Regions from separate parts of the Zea mays genome. Here all the other regions are linked to region 2. A link is a contact called in public Hi-C data. All regions are on one chromosome and are shown on one strand. Each heading gives the region's core, a stretch centred on a gene start, on an enhancer-like site or on the middle of the called end of the contact. The rest is flanking DNA. Distances are from core to core; before and after follow the strand shown.

What was found. A called contact is a pair of places that touch in the nucleus more often than the background predicts.
Region 1: a contact with region 2 is called in a Hi-C map of leaf, with 6 times the contacts expected there. The contact joins the promoter of LOC100191698 here to the promoter of LOC103633393 in region 2. A contact is called at or near these places in 3 of 25 Hi-C or Micro-C datasets (ear, leaf and tassel).
Region 3: a Hi-C map of endosperm shows a contact between it and region 2, with 2.7 times the contacts expected there. The contact joins the promoter of LOC100193774 here to the promoter of LOC103633393 in region 2. A contact is called at or near these places in 4 of 25 Hi-C or Micro-C datasets (ear, endosperm, leaf and 1 more).

What each region holds. Positions count from the first base shown.
Region 1 is chr7:172,635,955-172,639,392 of Zm-B73-REFERENCE-NAM-5.0, reverse strand. It overlaps LOC100191698, which reads left to right and starts at 2,087. Exons shown (of 2, transcript NM_001137127.1): 1 at 2,087-3,438. The coding sequence starts at 2,171.
Region 2 is chr7:172,443,329-172,447,037 of Zm-B73-REFERENCE-NAM-5.0, reverse strand. LOC103633393 (pentatricopeptide repeat-containing protein, mitochondrial-like) reads right to left here and starts at 2,357. Exons shown (of 7, transcript NM_001346742.1): 1 at 1,661-2,357; 2 at 56-272. The coding sequence starts at 2,292.
Region 3 is chr7:172,609,838-172,613,678 of Zm-B73-REFERENCE-NAM-5.0, reverse strand. LOC100193774 (RNA-binding (RRM/RBD/RNP motifs) family protein) reads right to left here and starts at 1,924. Exons shown (of 6, transcript NM_001349836.1): 1 at 1,328-1,924; 2 at 1,136-1,233. The coding sequence starts at 1,706.

The DNA.
Region 1 (3,438 bases), core at 838-3,337, 190 kb before region 2:
GCTATAATATTCTGATGATAATGATCATTTTTCTATTGTACTATAGAAATTTAGATGAAGGCAAACAAAAAAGAAAAAATACATCAAAAGTTCATATAAATCTCAGATAATCACTACTGTGTACCTTTATTTCCACACTTGCTAATTAGTTTAAGATTAGCGGTTGCGCTCGCCGACAAGGTCCAAGTCTTTCACCGTCCTCTTGCCCCGGATCTAACAGATGCACGTAAACATCTAGGAAGAAACGGGAAGTAATCAGAAAAAATAATGAACTACAATAAATTATAATGGCATACTGATAATGAAGCTTAAACGAACTGTATTGAAATGGCATAATGAGTTTCTGTCCTGATGTTCTTTCTTTTTGAGGAATTATAAAAACATTTGTTGATCCAAAACCACTTTTGGAGTGCATTTTTGTACTGAAACAGTCCATTGTCACAAACAAGGGGCTGGGTGTCCTCGTCGTTAGCCATTTGCTACAGATTCTGTAATAAAAACAAGACACAGAGACAAAAGGTAAAATCGGAGGGCGTGGAAGATCTGAGGAGGATGGGGATGGTTTTGGTGGGCTCGATTAGGGTTTCTTAAATAGAAGTTTTTGAGGATGGATGGGGAGCGCCATGAATGGCAGGGGATGCTCATAGGGAAAGGGAGGCACGGGAGGAGGTGGCAGACCTTCCATTGACGACGTGGGCGCGGGAGGAGGTGGCGGACCTTCCATTGACGGCGCGGGCGCGGGAGGAGGTGGCAGACCTTCCATTAACGGCACGGGAGGAGGTGCAGACCTTTCGTGGACTGCGGACGCGCCGCATGTGGGACGAGGAGATCTCCCCAGATAGCAGCAAGCGGGGCGAGGAGGAGGTGGCGGACGCACCATATGTGGGGCGAGGAGGAGGTGGCGGACGCGAGGCGAGGAGGAGAGCCATCGATGGCGCGAGCGTGGGATGGCCGGGCGGGGATTGCGGGAGACAGAGGACACGAACGCTGATGATGTTGGGCGGGGGCGTGGCGTGCTTCACCAAAAAAAGTGAACGCCCACTCTACCATCATAGAGTAGTAGAGATAAAATATAGAGTTCCACTCCAGCTCTATTCTAGTCCTTGGTATAACTCCAACAAAACTAAAAGAGTATACTAAAGGCTTGTTCGGTTCTCTCTCAATTCATATAGATTGAGTAAGATTAGGTAAATTTAAATCCAAGTCATTTTTTTCTTAATTTTTTCTAATCACATCTAATTCATTTGCAATGAGAAGAATTGAACAATGCCTAAGCTGTCTGTGTCTAACTTTCCCTTCCCAATACAACGAAAAATCATTCGCGAGCCGTGTTCCTGTACCCACAAGTATAGATGTCCAAACGGGCCACCCGGCACGGACCCGGCCCGAACCCGTTTCGGCCCGGTACGAATAGGACCGGGCCAGGCACGGCCCGTTGATGCTTCGGGCCGGGTCAGGCTGACCCACGTGCCTAAGGACATGCCCAAACCCGGCACGCACAGGGAAAAATCGTGCCGGGCCGGCCCGTTGGCCCGGTGGGCCTCAACGGACCGGGCCGGGCACTGACCCGAACCAACAGTAGAACGGTATATAAATACATATATTTAACAGAATTAATCATATATAATAACATATTATTTATATATATTAAGACAACAAAATATTTATGTATGTATTTTATATATGTTTGGCCACGTATTTAGTATTTACATACTATGAGAGAATTAAATGTATTTACATATTTAGTATTTACATAAATATGCAGGCCGCCGTCGGGCCGACCTATTTATCGGGCCGGGCCGGGCCAAAGCACGCGGGCCGTCGTATCTGCCCATAACCGGCCCGCTAAACGGGCCGTGCCGGTCCGGGCCCATAACCGACCGTGTCGGGCCGTATTTGGACCGGGTTAAATTCGTGCCGTGCCACGGGCCAAACGGGCGGCCCGCACTGTTTGGACATCTATACCCACAAGGCACAAATGATGCCCATGTGCACGCACGGGCCACACAGCCCAACGATCCCACGGCCCAGATTCCGTTCGTCGATCTCACCTCACAGTTGCACGGCAGTGTGCCCCAGCCGGGCTGCTTTCTCGCGCTCTTCAACCGCTGAGGCTGAGCCGCGCGCCCGCGCCGCCCTTCGTCGCCTTACCAACGACCGAAGCCACACGATGCCTCCCCGTCCCCGCCACCGCCTCCTTTTTTTTTGCTGTCACCTCTCCACCACGCCGTCTCCCGCGCCGGCCCCCGTGCCTAAGCCCACCGATCCGGCGCTGATGCTCCGCCTATGCACGATCCTATACCAGCAGCAACACGACCCCGACGACGCGCTGCGCCGCCGCCTCTCCGCGTTGCCGCTGCCCACCGCGCCCGCCGACATTCGCGAGCTCTTCCTCCAGGCCTCCTCGCGGTTCCCGCTCTCCTGGCGCCCCGTGCACCGCCTCCTCTCGCACCTTTCCACCCTCCACCGCGGCGCCGGCGCCGGCGACGGCGACGGCGACAGCGACAGCGACAGCGGAGGCGGTGGGTTCCCACACTCCCCAGCCACTGCCGCCCGCCTCCTAGACGTCTTAGCCAAGTCCGGGAACATCGACCTCCTCCACTCCACGCTCTTCTCACTGCCCCGCAGCCTCCTCTCCGCCGCGGCACTCCGCGCCGCCGTGCGAGGGCTCGCTCCCGCCCGCGAGGTCGGGAAGGTAGCCGCGCTCGTGACGCTCTTCCCCGAGTGCCACCGCGCTCGGGTCCTCACGTTCGTCACCGACGTCGCGTGCTCGGAGCCGTGCAGGCTCCCTGACGTCGCGGAAAAGGCGATCAAGCGCGCCGAGCACCGGCACGGCGTCGCGCGCACGGGCAGGTGCTGCGACCTGCTGGTCGTTGCGTACTGCCGTGCGGGGTCTCTTGCGGACGCATGCAGGGTGTGGAATGGCATGGAGAGGCGCGGCCTCGAGCCGGGTGCCGCGGCGTACCAGGAGATCGTGGTAACCATGTTCAAGAATAACCGCGTAGCCGACGCCATGAAGTTGTTCGACGGAATGCGGAGGAGCGGAGTGCGGGACAACGGAGGCGGGTGCTGCCGCGCGGTGGTGTCATGGCTGTGCAAGGAAGGGAGGGTATGGGGCGCGTACATGGTGTTGGCAGAAATGGTAAAACGAGGTCTGGAAGTGGATGGTGAGGTGCTGGGAGATTTGGTGTATGGGCTGATGTCGAGGAGAAGGGTGAGGGAAGCATACAGGGTGTTCCATGGCGTTAAGGAGAAGGAGATTGCTCTCTATCATGGATTGATGAAGGGGTTGCTGAGGATCAAACGAGCAGGGGAGGCCACTGAGGTGTTCAGGGAGATGATCACCAGGGGATGTGAACCGAACATGCACACTTACATCATGTTGCTTCAGGGGCACCTTGGGAAGAGGGGTCGGAAGGGGAGGGATCCATTGGTGAA
Region 2 (3,709 bases), core at 1,108-3,607:
CCAAAAAACTAACACTGAGAACTGAGATCAGATTAAGCATTCCAAGAATATGTACCTTGCATTTCTGTATAATTGATGTCAACGTGTCCAACCTCCCAGATCTGACACATGCTTGGATATAATCAGTGAAAACAGTTAGTGATGGCGTGTAGCCCGATTTAAGCATCAGATCCAAATACTTCAGAGATGAGTCAACAAGGTTCTGTCTAATAAGCAGGCCTACAACCAAATTGTAGGATTCTTCATCTGGAACTGTTCCTGTTTGCAGCATCCTGATTTCAACAAATAGAAAATGATTTCATAGTAAAAAAAGTCAATTGTAATGTAGTAGAGTCCCAAAGTGACCTTGAAAGAACAACAAAATTTGGTACAAATTGAAGTATAGATTGTTGCCATGCAAAAAAAGAATGGTAAAAGGAATACAAGAAAATAATGTGCATTGTTGGAATATAATATAAGTGAATTGTCCACCTCTTCCCAAAAGCTTAAGTTTTTGGGTTGAACTGGTTAGTGCATGCAACTTAATATGGTACCAAAGTCAGAGATCACAAGTTCGAATCCTGGTTAGCGCAATTAAAATAAAATAATTGTTGTTCGCTTCTATTCCACGTCTGAGACCCAAGAGAGACTCGACGTGAGGGGAGTGTTGGAACATAATATAAGTAAATTGCTCACCTCTTCCCATCAGCTTAAGCGTTTGGGTTGAATTGGTTGGTGTATGCAACTTAATAAGCTTTTGGGTTGAACTGGTTAATGCGTCCACTCTAACATGATATCAGAGCAGAAGTCTCGAGTTCGAATCCTGATAGAGGCTTTATTTGTGCCTCCACCCATTTATTTCCCCATTTGCGCCTTTCTCTCTGGCTGCACGTGAGTGGGGTGTTGAAGTGTTTAATTGGATTGCATGCCTTCTCCTATCAGCTTAAGCTTTTGAGTTGAAAAACTGGTTAGTGCGTCCACTCCAACATGCATAAAAAAGTTTTCCAATATCACCTTTGTTATATCAATGCTGCACATATTTATTTAAGAAGTAAAACTACAGATGTGTAGATAAGACCAGTTTCTGGAATTTAAAACCCAACCTAAAAGGCGCTTTATTAATAAGTATACACTATGCAATGTAAAGGATACGAGTTCTTATCAACCACACATCACAAATCCATAATATAGAGGTAGTCTGAGCAAACCAATTTTCATAGAGCCTCATGAGTGAACAATTTCCACACATCCATAAAACAAATGCAAAACCAGCCAACATCAAGCATAAGAGATAACAGTATTTCCATTTCCCATCATTATGTTTGCCAATAAGAAATATATGTAGACCATTCCATGTACCTTAGGTCAAGCTAGCAATCTATTAGCCTAACGTACCAATATCCAAAGTAAAACAGTTAACTATGCAAGTAATCATACCAGACTTGACAACAATCGTCAGAATCAACCACATCCCAGTGTCACAAAAGATAATTCAGTACTGTAATCCATAGGTTCCAACAGAAGATACTTGTATGGTTATACCATTATAGATTTATAGGTCCGCACCTAATAAAAGTGTAGTAAATAAACTAGGTAGCGGAACTGAAATCAGAATACCTCATTCAGTGCACCTAGCAACGACAATGCAGTACATAAAAGAATATCAGAATATCACACTAACCGTTCAATGAGCTTCTCGGCGCCGTAGGACTCCTTATCGGCGACCATGCTCTTGAGCACGAGGTTGTACGATGCACTGTTGGGCTCGAGCTCGAACTCGCGCATGTGATCGGCGAGATCGAGCATCTCGTGCGGTACGGCACCCGTCATGAGGTTGGCGCGGAGGTAGTGATTGAATAGGTCGACGTCGGGGTGGTTGGGCTTCCCCGTGGCGGCGTCGAGGGAGCGCACCCAGTGGTCGAACAGAAGCTTCATGTCCTCCCACCGCTGCTCCGCCATATACTTGGCAAACGTTTCCTTGAGCCCCGCGGCGTCGGGCTTATCGTAGAAGGCGGCCATGCGGTGCTGCGCTCCGAAGGAGCTGCCGGCGGCGACGGTGGGCAGAAGCGAAGAGGGCGGGTTGGCTGCGGCGGGGTTGCGCCAGTTCTGGCTGTATAAGGGGCTCCCCGTGCTGGGGTTTGGGGGGAGTGGGGCGGCGCCGGCGGGGTCGGGGGCGCCGGTGGTCGGGTCAGGAGACAGCTCCGGCTGCTGGGACAGTGCGCGGGAGGAGGAGATCGCGGCGCGGAGGAGGAGGAGGTGGGGGTTGCGGTTGTGGCGTATGAGGAGCGAGGTGGCGGCCGCCGCCGCAGCCATGGCGGCGAGGGATTAGGGTTTTAGTGGCGTGGCGGAGTGAGGGAGAAGACGGCGGCTGGTGTGATGGGATCACGAATGGAACAGCCGAGTGTCACGTTGGACTTGGAGGGTGCTTCCGTAATTTGGATACTCTGTCAATGACCATGGTCAGCATGAAAATCTAGGCCGCTCCATAAAATTCCAGATTATTTTTTACCGTAAACACACACAAAATCTGGTGTTCCGAAGAGTGTCAAAATCAAAACTTTCACGTTTGTAGCTGTACACCTTTTAAAAAATAAAGTTGTACCGTGAGAGATAGTGCCAAATACAATATTTCCAAAACCTTCTTTGAGCAACTCCATTCTCTAAATCAATAACTTAGATAGTTAACCTAAACACTCTTCTCTAACAAACTTCCTTAATTTAGCTATTTCGTATCTAACCTGATTTTCTCTTTACATTTCCCAACTCCTTACAAAACTAGCTAGGTGGTTATTCATATTTATGACTTTTTTTACGTGAATAGATTCGAAACAAAACTATAATCTATATTTTGAGAGCTATTATAGACTCGTGAAGTTATTTAGAAACTACTTGAATCTATGATTTAGTGAGTTAAAATTTACATAACTATCGGATTTGCTCTTATGGGATTATATTATGTTCAAAAAATTAAAATATCTATTCTCAAAACATTTTGAAAATAACCGAAAAAGTGGTAGGGATGAAAACGGATAATTATTCGGGTATCAAGTTTTTGATTTTTTTAAGGTGAATAAATAGGGTATAAAATATGTGAAAGGGAATTAGGCTCACACCTAGTCCCTAATTGATTTTGGTGGTTGAATTGCCCAACACAAATAATTGGACTAACTAGTTTGCCCAAGTGTATAGATTATACAGGTGTAAAAGGTTCACACTCAGCCAATAAAAAGATCAAGTTTTGGATTCAACAAAGGAGCAAAGGGTCAACCGAAGGCACCTCTGGTCGGGCACACCGGACTGTCCGGTGCACCACCGGACTGTCCGGTGCACCACCGGACTGTCCGGTGCACCACCGGACATGTCCGGTGCACCAGAGGACTCCAACTCGAACTCGCCACCTTCGGGAATTTCCAGAAGCACTCGCGCTATAATTAACCGGACTGTCCGGTGTACACCGGACAGTGTCCGGTGCTCCAAGGAAGAGCTGCCTCCGGAACTCGCCAGCCTCGGGAATTCACTTCAGCCGCTCTGTTATAATTCACCGGACTGTCCGGTGTACACCGGACTGTCCGGTGTAACAGCGGAGCAACGGCTATTTCGGCGCCAACGGCTACCTGCGACGCATTAAATGCGCGCGCAGCGCGCGCAGATGTCAGGAACGCCCATACTGGCGCACCGGACATCCAACAGTACATGTCCGGTGTGCACCGGACATCCAGGCGGGCCCAGA
Region 3 (3,841 bases), core at 675-3,174, 170 kb before region 2:
CCTTTGGCAACAGTCAGGCGCTAGAGAGATCTAAATGGAACAGTGAAAATCCATTTTAATGCTTGTCAACCATTTTGATTTCTTCCAAGTTCCATACTTAATATCTACACCTTACTAGTGACTATTAAGGAACTTAGTAGATCTAAACGACTAACAGGTTTATGTAGTCCACGATACAAAACCCTTTTCATGTCATCATTTACCTACTATAAGTAACCTTGACAAATCTAAGTAATTAAGTATTCATGATTTTAGTCATTGCAATCATAGAGGACATTTTGGAGTTTGGATGCCACAGTTACCTTTCTATTGTTACAGTTACAATTATATTCATGCAAAATTCAGTTAAATTTTACATTATTGGTAAAGTACTCTTCTAGATAATATACACATCCTGAACTGATATCTATAGAGAATGGTAGAAAAGGTTTAGCAAAACTAATTAGGCAGAACTGACAAAAAAATCATTTTGTAAACATAGGAAGTAGCGCAAGGCATGATTTCATCAACAGGGAACCTCCTATTTAAATGCTATGATGCGCATATAGTTCATGCCAAAAGATTATATAGTCGGACCTCATGTGTGCTACTGAAATAATCTAATCAGATTAATCATTTTTGGGGTGTAGATTAAATACATATCGTGCAGGATGTAAACGTTATCTTCCTCATGAAGCCTTTAAAAGTTATCTACCTAAAATCCTACATTAATCATTCTCATTTCAGATAAGACTGCACATATACATTCCCATAGAATGTATTCTAATTTCTAAGCAATGAATTTGCCAATAAACTCCCTATCAGCCTCTGAAGTACCTCGTGCGGTCTGTAAATGTTATCTACCTATGATAATCATTTCGGGCGAGACTATTTGGCAATCTGCATAACTTTTGACTTGAGGCAGAACTACATTGAATGATATTTCTATGTATTGGACATGTTCAGCCATGCATTTTAACAGCCAATGCCACAATTAAAAGCCTGAGAATTTTAGTTAGTTTTATTCCATAAACAGTAAAAGAATTTGACAGTAGATATTACATAACAAATTTCAGAGAACCTGGCAAACAATAATTGGATCGTTGAATAAGTTTTGCTACAAATAAGCTTTTTTGGATAAAAATGGGCCGTTTACCCTTGCCATGTTGAAGGATGGAAACCGTGAAAATGCTTTGGAGAGAACATCATCATTAACTTCGTTGCCTAGATCTCCACAGAACAGCCGGTAGTCGTCTGCAAATTGTTAAGAGTTGAAACACAAGGAAATGAAATAAGGGAGAAGCATAAAACAAAGGAAACTGGATTAATAGGTTATGTTGGCTGCTACTTTCGGGCCATTCAGTGAGGGTAGGATCCTCCCAGGATTGTCCGGCAGCGCGACGGGGGATGGGCTTCTTGCTGGTAGAGGGATCGGAGAGCCTGGCGTTGGCGGCGGCGACGGGGTCGAGGACGTCGCTGGTGGCGAGGGCAGCCTTGACGCTCTGCAGCGCTTCGGGGGTTATGGTCTGCGCGTCCCGCTGGAAGAGCTGATGGGCCTGATGCAGCTGTTGCTGATACTGCTGATAGCTGCTCGCCGCCATAGGCGGCGGCACCTGCGGCGGCGGCGGCTGGTGCTGCTGCAGGTGGAAAGGGAGCGGGAAGTAGCTGGCCCCCGCCGGAGCCAAAGACGACGACCCAGGAGGTGGCGGAGGAGGATTGACAGGCATGACAGCGTATCGACTCGGGACTGGCTCAGACGACGCCGCCCGCAATCAAAGCGTTAGGGTTTACTCGTCGCCCGTCAAGCGCTGCCGCCCGTGCCCTCACCCCTGCATCTATGCGCCTGCTGCCGACCTTCCGCTCGATCTTTCTGCAATGTGCGCGCCTAGGCTACGGCTACGGATCTATTTAGGTGGAGCAGAAGAAATTGGGGACGATAGGATCGGGATGGATTTCTAATTTCCCTCTGGAAACACTTTTTCAGGAGAAAATGTTTTTTTAAAAGATCTCTCACGTTTATTTTTGGGTTAGTTACACGGTTTATATTAAACGTAACTACCTATAATTTAAATACAAAAACTATATTTAATTCTCTATTAACTCTTCTAGTATTTGGTTTCTTCTACATCTATTTTTTATTTATTTAACGCCACTTAGTTTAGTTTTGTATCACGGAGGGATGCTTTTTAGACATGTATCGGATGAAAGCTTCTTCAGATTTTACGTTCTATATATATAATATAATTTTTATATCCTCTAAGATATATACTATATTTAAATATATAATAAAAAGGTATATATAAATAATTTAAAAGTATTATAATTGAAGGGAGTACTATACTATGTTTCACGCTAATTATTTTCAAAGAATTCAATTTTTGCATTAAAAAGATTTCTTTTCAGGTGTTTGGTTTTTTCGTCTCATGGATGCCACTCTTCAAAAGTCAAATAAAGTGTCATCTATGTATTAGTCATCAGTGATTATGAGAGATTTTTTTTCTTGTTTCTTAGCAAATTTACTTATGTGGTGAGGCGCTAAATGTTAGCAGCCTACTACAACTACGGTAGAGAGGAGAACCAGAGGTAGGAGATGGAAGGAGAGCAATAGTATTTTCTTCATTCTTAGCGTTCACTGTGGCCAGTCTTAGTTTTAGTACCCCTTACAGCACTCTTACACGGACCACTTGTCCGATGGATATCGACCACTGGGCCTAGGCACACGGCGGCCCAGCACTTCTTTCTCCAGCTGTTTCTGATTTCCACCGCCATCCGAACGTCTTCCTGCTCCCTCACGTGCACCATTTCCCTTGGAGCTGACATTCCCCCCTCCTTTTGAGGCTGCTTGTCCCCAAGCAGCGGCTGCTGGGAATTGACGCTGCAGAGTGATTTCATCCTCCCATGTGTCCAGCGCTTCATCACAGTCAGACCAGCGGACTAATACTTGCTCGACCTGGTGGCCGCCACGAGCAATTGAGCGCCTCTGTAACACCTGCACTGGGTAACACAAGGAAGTAGCAGCCGTTGGTGGTGTAGCACTCACCGCACAAGTGGGTTTGATATACTGTTTGAGCTGGGAGACATGGAACACCGGATGAACTGAAGAAGATTCTGGTAAACGAAGTCTGTATGCAACGGCACCCACCTTCTGCAAGACTTCGTAAGGGCCAAAATACTTGTATGAAAGCTTATGATTTGCCCGAGTAGCGACAGAGGACTGGATATACGGTTGGAGTTTCAAATATACCTTATCGCCCATCTGAAATACGCGTTCAGTTCGCTTCTTGTCAGACTGATGTTTCATCCTCTGCTGGGCACGCAGCAAGTTGTTCCTAATAATGCGCAGCATCAGCTCACGTTGTGAAAGCCAAGAACTGAGATCAGTGTGCTGCACAGAATCCTCCACTGAAAGACCGAAGTGACGAGGTGCACGCCCATAAAGAACCTCAAATGGGGAAGAGCCCAAGGATGAGTGAGAGCATGTGTTGTACCAGAACTCAGCCACGGACAACCATGAGGACCATTTTGAAGGGCAGGACTGCACAAAGCTGCGTAAAAATGTTTCCAAGCACTGATTGACCCTCTCGGTCTGGCCGTCTGTTTGCGGATGGTATGATGAACTCATCAATAGTTGAGTACCAGACAAACGAAAGATTCACGCCATAAGGAACTCGTGAAGATACGGTCACGATCCGAGACGATAGACTCTGGCATGCCATGAAGGCGGTAAACTGCGGTCATGAAGGCCTGTGCCACAGTGAGGGCGGTGAATGGGTGCCGCAATGGAATGAAATGTCCATATTTAGTGAGTCTGTCAATGACCACCAGAATGGAGTTGTAGCGGCCCGACTGCGGCAGCCCCTCA